2 separate regions of the Mus musculus genome follow, and region 1 is linked to region 2. The links are chromatin contacts, called in public ChIA-PET maps. All regions are on one chromosome and are shown on one strand. The core of a region is the stretch at or near the end of the contact, and the rest is flanking DNA. Distances in the headings are between cores, read along the strand shown.

What was found. ChIA-PET counts read pairs in DNA pulled down with a chosen protein or histone mark.
Region 1: a contact with region 2 is called in an RNA polymerase II ChIA-PET map of effector CD8 T cells, with 6 read pairs. The contact joins the promoter of Sun2 here to the promoter of Lgals1 in region 2. A contact is called at or near these places in 1 of 39 promoter capture datasets (liver), 1 of 484 Hi-C or Micro-C datasets (B cells) and 1 of 115 datasets of contacts at active chromatin or transcription factors (effector CD8 T cells).

The regions. Positions count from the first base shown.
Region 1 is chr15:79,740,811-79,743,888 of GRCm38.p6, reverse strand. It overlaps Sun2 (Sad1 and UNC84 domain containing 2), which reads left to right and starts at 1,353. Exons shown (of 18, transcript NM_001205345.1): 1 at 1,353-1,550. Gm16576 (predicted gene 16576) reads right to left here and starts at 1,191. Exons shown (of 4, transcript NR_045069.1): 1 at 978-1,191; 2 at 659-806.
Region 2 is chr15:78,924,909-78,928,414 of GRCm38.p6, reverse strand. Lgals1 (lectin, galactose binding, soluble 1) reads right to left here and starts at 1,690. Exons shown (of 4, transcript NM_008495.2): 1 at 1,611-1,690; 2 at 366-445. The coding sequence starts at 1,619. It overlaps Gm30368 (a long non-coding RNA gene), which reads left to right and starts at 444. Exons shown (of 6, transcript XR_003951546.1): 1 at 444-1,371; 2 at 1,468-1,732; 3 at 3,078-3,210.

The DNA of each region.
Region 1 (3,078 bases), core at 104-2,603, 820 kb before region 2:
AATCTTATCTAATAAAAATAAATTAAATAAAATAAAGTTAAAAAAAGAAGAAGGAAAAGGAGAAGAAGAAGAAGATAGTTAGCATAATTGTCCAAAGATACTGTAAGGGTAGACAGCATCTCATTTCCAGATGGGACAATGGAGGTCTAGAAAGGGGATCTGGTTTTATTTGGCAGTGGAACCAATCCAAAATGAGGGTGTGTGTATTTCCTCAGTTTCCTACTGCCTTTGGATACCAGCTTTTTTTTTTTTTTTTTTTTTTCTTTTCGAGACAGGCTTTCTCTGTATAGCCCTGGCTGTCCTGGAACTCACTCTGTAGACCAGGCTGGCCTCAAACTCAGAAATCTGCCTGCCTCTGCCTCCCCAGTGCTGGGATTAAAGGCGTGAACCACCACTGTCTTTCTTGTCCCAGTTCCCCCCACCCCCTTGGCATTTTAAAGTGAAGGACACCGGATCTCATCATCCTTAGAAGATATTGAACAGAAGTGGTTTATCCCCAGTCGCACTCCTTTATCTTCTGGGGGCGGGGTGTGTGTGTGTTTGAGAGAGAGAGAGAGAGAGAGAGAGAGATGGGGTGGTGGTGGGAGGGGACAGGTCCGTGGAGTCAGGAACTCATCCCAGGGGGAGGAAAGTAGGAGAACCGTGTTGCCAGCCCTACCTTCTCTTGCAACCAGCTGTGGATGGAGCCTTCTTTAAAACAGAAAAGCTGCTGTCAAACTTGGGGTTTCTGACTGGACATGGTGGTGCACTCTTATCTCAGCACCTGGGAGGCAGAGGGGTAGGTGGATCTCCGTGACAGTAAAATCCTGTCTTGGAAAAACAAAAACAACAACAAAAATAGGTGGTGCGGGAAGATGGGTATCCTGCCCACCTTGGAATTTAAAATTCAACCTTAAAATTAAATAGTATTAATCTTCTAGACTCAACTTCCCCTCTGGGTGGGTTCTTTATAAGAAACAAAAAAAACTTCCACGGACCTGTTTCCCTCGTCTTTAAAATGGGCAGACACGGCTGACGCTGGTAAGCGTCCAAACCACCCGCGCGGGGCCGCGTCAGGACCCTATCCTGGGGCCAATTTCATGACACCCTGTGTGCTCCCGCACCTAAAGCCTTTAGAGCTCCGGCGCCGCGCGCGCGTGGGCACGGATGCGCGAGGGAACGCTCGGGTCCCACAGCCTGGAGGTCGTACTCGCCCCCGCCTCCCACGCGCGGACTACAGGGCCCACGCGGAGGGCGGGCCGAGCCGGAGCCTTTGTGTTCAAATCAACCAATGGGCGGCGGCAGAGGGCGGGGCGGGCCGGCTGGGCCCGGCCAATGACTTGTGGGCTGTCAGCGTTGATTGACAGGCGCACACATACACACTCGGCCACGCGCGCACCGCCCTGCCCCACTCGCGCAGCGCGGTCCTCTGCCGGCCGCATTGTCCGCTCACCGACCCCGCGCCGTCCCGCGTCTCCGCTCCGCGCGCGTTTCAGCCCCAGCCCCGGGCCCGGCCCGGCCCAGTGCGCGGCGCCGCCCGGGGGACTCCGACGCGGGAAGAACCACGCAAGGTAAAGAAGGGATTGGGCCCGCCTCCCCACGGCCCCGCGCCCGCCTGACCCGGGTCGCCGTCCGGCCAAAGCGCGGGCCTGCGCCTCCCTGTCCGGCCAGGCCGGGCCACTCCAGCCCCTGCGCGACGCACGCCCCGGGACACTCGCGGGCCGGCGCCCTGACGCATCGCGGTCACGGGGAGGGCGCTGTCCCCAGGCGGGACTTCCCCAGCAGCCTCCGGGGAGGAGGGCAGCCAAGACCCAGCCGCCCCAAACCGGACCAGGGCTGTGCCACAGGCCGAGTCCTGGCACTGGAAGTTCTCAGCCTGCGCCACCGCTGCCTGTCACAGTTATGGGGTACGGGGGAGGGCCCTTTTAGCTCAGTTCCAAAACAGCCAAACCCAACCAAAACAAAACAAAGCCAGCGCGCTCCGGGGTGTGACTTAGAGCCAGGACAGAGGGTGAGCGCCTGGAGCACTTTTTTGTGTCCCAGGGGAAATGGAGTGGAAATGTCACGTATAATATTCCCCAGGATAGGGGAATCTTCGGGACCAAGGCTCTGCAGTAGGAAAGTATGTTTTATTTGAGGGTTTTGTAACTAATGGCGGGATGGAGGAGTGTCTATCTCAGCGGCTCCCCACGGTAGACCTTTGTCATCTTGTGTAATCTGGATGGCCGCTGTGGCAAACTATTTTGTGACAACAGGATGAATATGAAAGATAAAGATAAGGTCCACACCGCTCTGGGAGTGCTGGGAGGTGGCACACGGGGCAGTGTTCGGTGCCCCACCTCTCCACCTACTCAGAACGTTTAGATTCTTGCAACAGCGGCGTGGGCACTGTATAAACATGTTACACTCTTTTCCCCCCTGGCAAAGGCTTCATGTGCTACAGCGGGGCAGGGGTTAAGAGGTGGAGCATATGGGCATCTGGAGCTGTCAGGTGGGGGTGGCAGTCATGGGGGGAACTACCTTATAAGGACTGGAATACAACCCAGGACCAAGGCAACTTCCTGCTTTGGCTACTACCACTTGGTCCCTTTACCAACACCAGTCGAAGAGAGTGAGAGATGCCAGATGGGCATCCCACCTGGGAAGATGCCAGTTAGCCCAGACAGGAGGCTACTTGTCTTTCTAGCTGGATGAACCTGACCTTCTGGTTTCTGTGGTCTGGGTTTGGGTGTTTCCCACCATGCGAGGTCACTATCCACCAGGAATAGCAGAAACAATACTAAGTCACAAGTACCAGGAACTCATTTTGGATGGGTTTGGGATCTAAAGTTTTGTAATCCTGCTAGCCCAGGCTCGGTGAGATTCCTGGGTTGATATTCTGAGATTTGAAGCTGGGTCCCGTGCCTGAAAGATTTGTTTATCTTCACTTGTTGTTTTCACCTTGGTCTTCTTATCAGTTTCACTCCACCCCATGTGGTGACTGTAACTGTTCTATAGGCTAGACTGACTGCAAGACCACACAACAGCTCCACCTCCTGCCTTACTTCTGTTAACAAATATTGGTTGTGTAACTGCTATGTAACCACGCAGTTTACAGCC
Region 2 (3,506 bases), core at 441-2,940:
TGCAGGGCACCCTCAGGCAGCAGGCACGTGGGTGACCACTCCCTCAACGCCTCTCCCCCGCTCCCTCGCGCCACCCCCGCCCCCCCCCCCGCGGAAGGGGAGGGGCAAGCCGGAGTCGTTGAAGCAGCAGCTGCTTTAGTTTAAGAAACTTCAGCCGGGAGAAAGGAGGCGGGAGGGAGGGGGAGACCACGGCGACGTCGACTAGACCCAGCGAGGAAGTGACTCACCCAGAAAACGCAGCATCTGCAGCTGCCCGTTAACCAGCTGCGGGCTGGGGAATGAGCGGTTCCGGCCGGCCACGCCCATCGCAACCTAAATCTGCGAACCTGGCCCCCTGCCCGCTCCATTCTTTTCTCCAGTCTCACCTCTTGGCGTCCGAGGCCACCTCTCCCCGAACTTTGAGACATTCCCCAGGTTTGAGATTCAGGTTGCTGGCGACCAGACCCTGTGTAGACAAGAGCACCGAGCTGTGTTTAGGTTGGAGTTAGACCTACCTGCATTGGGCTGGGGTGTAGGGATGGGGTCATTCCCACCCTGGAGTACCCTGACCAGCCCTAGGGGAAGCCCGAGGTGGGATGGGCTGGTCAGGATAGGGTGTAAGTTGATGGGGAACGACTTCATTCCCAGCAGGGTGTCAAACTTGTGACTGTCCTACAGAACAAGCCCTAAAAGACATCAGCTTGGAGACCTGGACTTAGAGTGGAGGGGAGATGGAGTGTGACTTCCTAAATCCTCATTTTGCTGATGGAAGGATTAGGCGACCACTAGCCTAAGGCCTTGCTTCTCTGAGATAGAGAAAACAGCCTTTGCCTCCCCAATCGGCTTCAAGGCTCTCTGCTTAGATGCACACCATCGGGAGGGAGCGGAGAGGCTGAGGGGCGGTGGGACTGGGCAGCCCGAGAGTGGCAATGTGGACTTAGCACGCTAGAGAGCCCAGTACATATCAGGGCACTGCTGTGCACCTACCTGGGTGAGTTGACAGGAGTTCATTTGGGCAAGGGGTTTCTTTGACATTTGAACCCTATACCTGAGGGCTTGCCTGTCTGTGCAAATGCATGCAGTTTCCTCCGCCCAGCCCTGACCCGCCTCCACTGACCAGCCTGGAGCCTATCTTAGGCCCGGGAGGGTTTTTTTTTTTTTTTTTTTAGTTTTCTGGAGCAGAGGGTGACCAACTGAGCCCTGGCCCTGTGACTGGGGACAGCTGCAGCGGGGGAGGGGTCAGGAGACTCTAGAGTGGAGAGGAAGAGTGAACAGGGAATGGCCTTGGCCAAAATGTCCCCCTGCCTCCCTTTTCCCCGGGTGGCCACACCCTTCCCACTCCCACTTCTCAGAAAACGGCAAAGCAGCAGAATACTGGACTTTGCAAGGCAGGTATGCGGCCAGAACTACGAGAAGTCCAGAACATTCTTAAGCCAGAGACGCTTAAGGTTTCAGGGGGGAACAGTGACAGCCACCCCCATTTTACAGATGTAGCCACTGAGGACCAGAGAAAACACCTGTCCAAGGCAGCACAGCTGGGACCAGAAGCAAGTCCCCAATTGTCTACTCTCCTGTGCCCATCTGCTTCTGCTCAGTCCCCTAGACCTTGGAACAGAGGGTCCCGCACTCACACAGGCCATGATTGAAGCTGAAGCGAAGAGATTCCTGAGACCTGCTCCACCAGCAGTCAGAAGACTCCACCCGAGAGACGGGCCCCAGGCCCGCTCCGACCTTTTTAACTGGATCAGACCCGGTGAGTCCCGCCCCTCCCCGGGAGTTCAGCCAATTGCATGTCAGGACAAGGATGGGGGCCACCAGAAGTGGAGTCTATGGATTATAAAGTCAATTTTGGAGCAGAGGTGACCAGTCAGAGAGGAGACCCCCCCTCCTAGCCCCTCCCTCAGGGTCCTGGCGCCGCCTCTTATTCTTCTCCATCCCTCTTTCCACTAAAAAAAGATTTGTGCTGTGGCAGAGATTGGGGGAGCCAATGGAAAATAGTTTAAGGATGAGTTAAACCTAAGAGTTGGCGGGATAGGGCCTGGGGCCAGCAGGGAGAAAGCCCCTAGGTCCCAGCGCAGCTGGTGGGGGAGGGGGATGTGTGTATAGATGCCTGCAGAGAATTAGAGCAAGGCTCTCTGAAGAGGCTGCCGCCTGGCAGGCCAGGGTGTGGCTCTCGCTGTGACTCCCACTGTGGGCTTCTGCGGGAGGACTGAGGAGGACCACAAAGCACAGGCCCCACCAGGGCTTTCCCCGGAAGCAGAGGACTGTGGCTACGGCTCAGTGCAGCTCACTAGGGCTAAAGAAAGCCTGGGCTGGGCGCCAGGCCTGAGGCTGGTGTCCTTGGCTCATACCTTGGACTTCACCCCACTGCAGGGCCTGCAGAGAGTTCTGAGTGCCTTGGCTGTGACATCCCCGGGGCCTGAGAGGCAAGCCTCGGGGCAGTCCAGGGTGTGCCAGATGTGCCCCCTTGGTCTCATTCCCACTTTTAGAGAAGAGACTTGGCCATCCCTTCCCATTCATTTAGCAGTTATTTTCCTGAGCCCCTACTGTGTGTCTAGCTCCGTGCTGGCCTCAGAGGGCATGAAGATGAGCCCCTCCCAGGCCCTGCTCTCAGAATTCACGGTTTGGATAGAATGTGACTATGCGTTGAATTAAGAAATAACACCGCACTGGCACTGAGCAGGGCAAACACTCACCATGGTGGGGTAGAGACTGACATATGAAGCAGGGATTTGAAAGGACCCAGCATTCCAACTGGGCAAAGGCTTGGAGATGAGAAGCCCGTGCCTGGGGAACGAGCTGCTTACCATGTAGGAGAAAGCTGGGCGTTAAAGATCATGAAGGGTCTTGTGGGCCAGGTAAAGGGTTTCAGTGTCTTTTACCTGAGGGTCTTGGGGAGCTACAGAGGGTCATGGGGTGACATGAGAGACTTAGGGAGGTTCACTGAGCAGAGCGGAGGGTGTGTGATAATACAGGCACTTCAAAGCTGCTCTTGCCAAAAAGCCTGGATTCCTCCCGTGCCCTGGAAGGTTACTGAAAGGGTGAGTCTGCCCTCTCTGCCTTTGTCTTTGTATCTCTGTCTCCTTCCTTTGGCTCAGGCTCTCGCTTCCCTCCGCCTTCCTGACCTGACCATCACCCTTCTAAGCCAAAGGCACGAAGACTAGTCACTGTCTCAAAAATGCCGAGCCAAGCCTTGCAGGACAACCCCTCCCCCACCGGAGTGTTCCTGAGGTAACTGCACACCCGGGAGAAGGAGTGACCCTCTCCCTAGAACTTACACATCCCCTTAAGCAATATGACTTCTTTAAGCCATCGTACAGAGCCAGTCAGTCAGCCCAGGTATGCATACCTCTTGTTATCTGTGCTGATTCTTTCAATATTTAAACTTAAACTACATGGTGGCTCATGCCTGTAACACCAGCACTTGGGAAAATGAGGCAGGAGGATTAGGAATTCTCATCTGCTACATGAGACCCTGGCTAAAAAACAAAAAACAAAAAAAAAACAAAAACAAAAAACAAAACAAA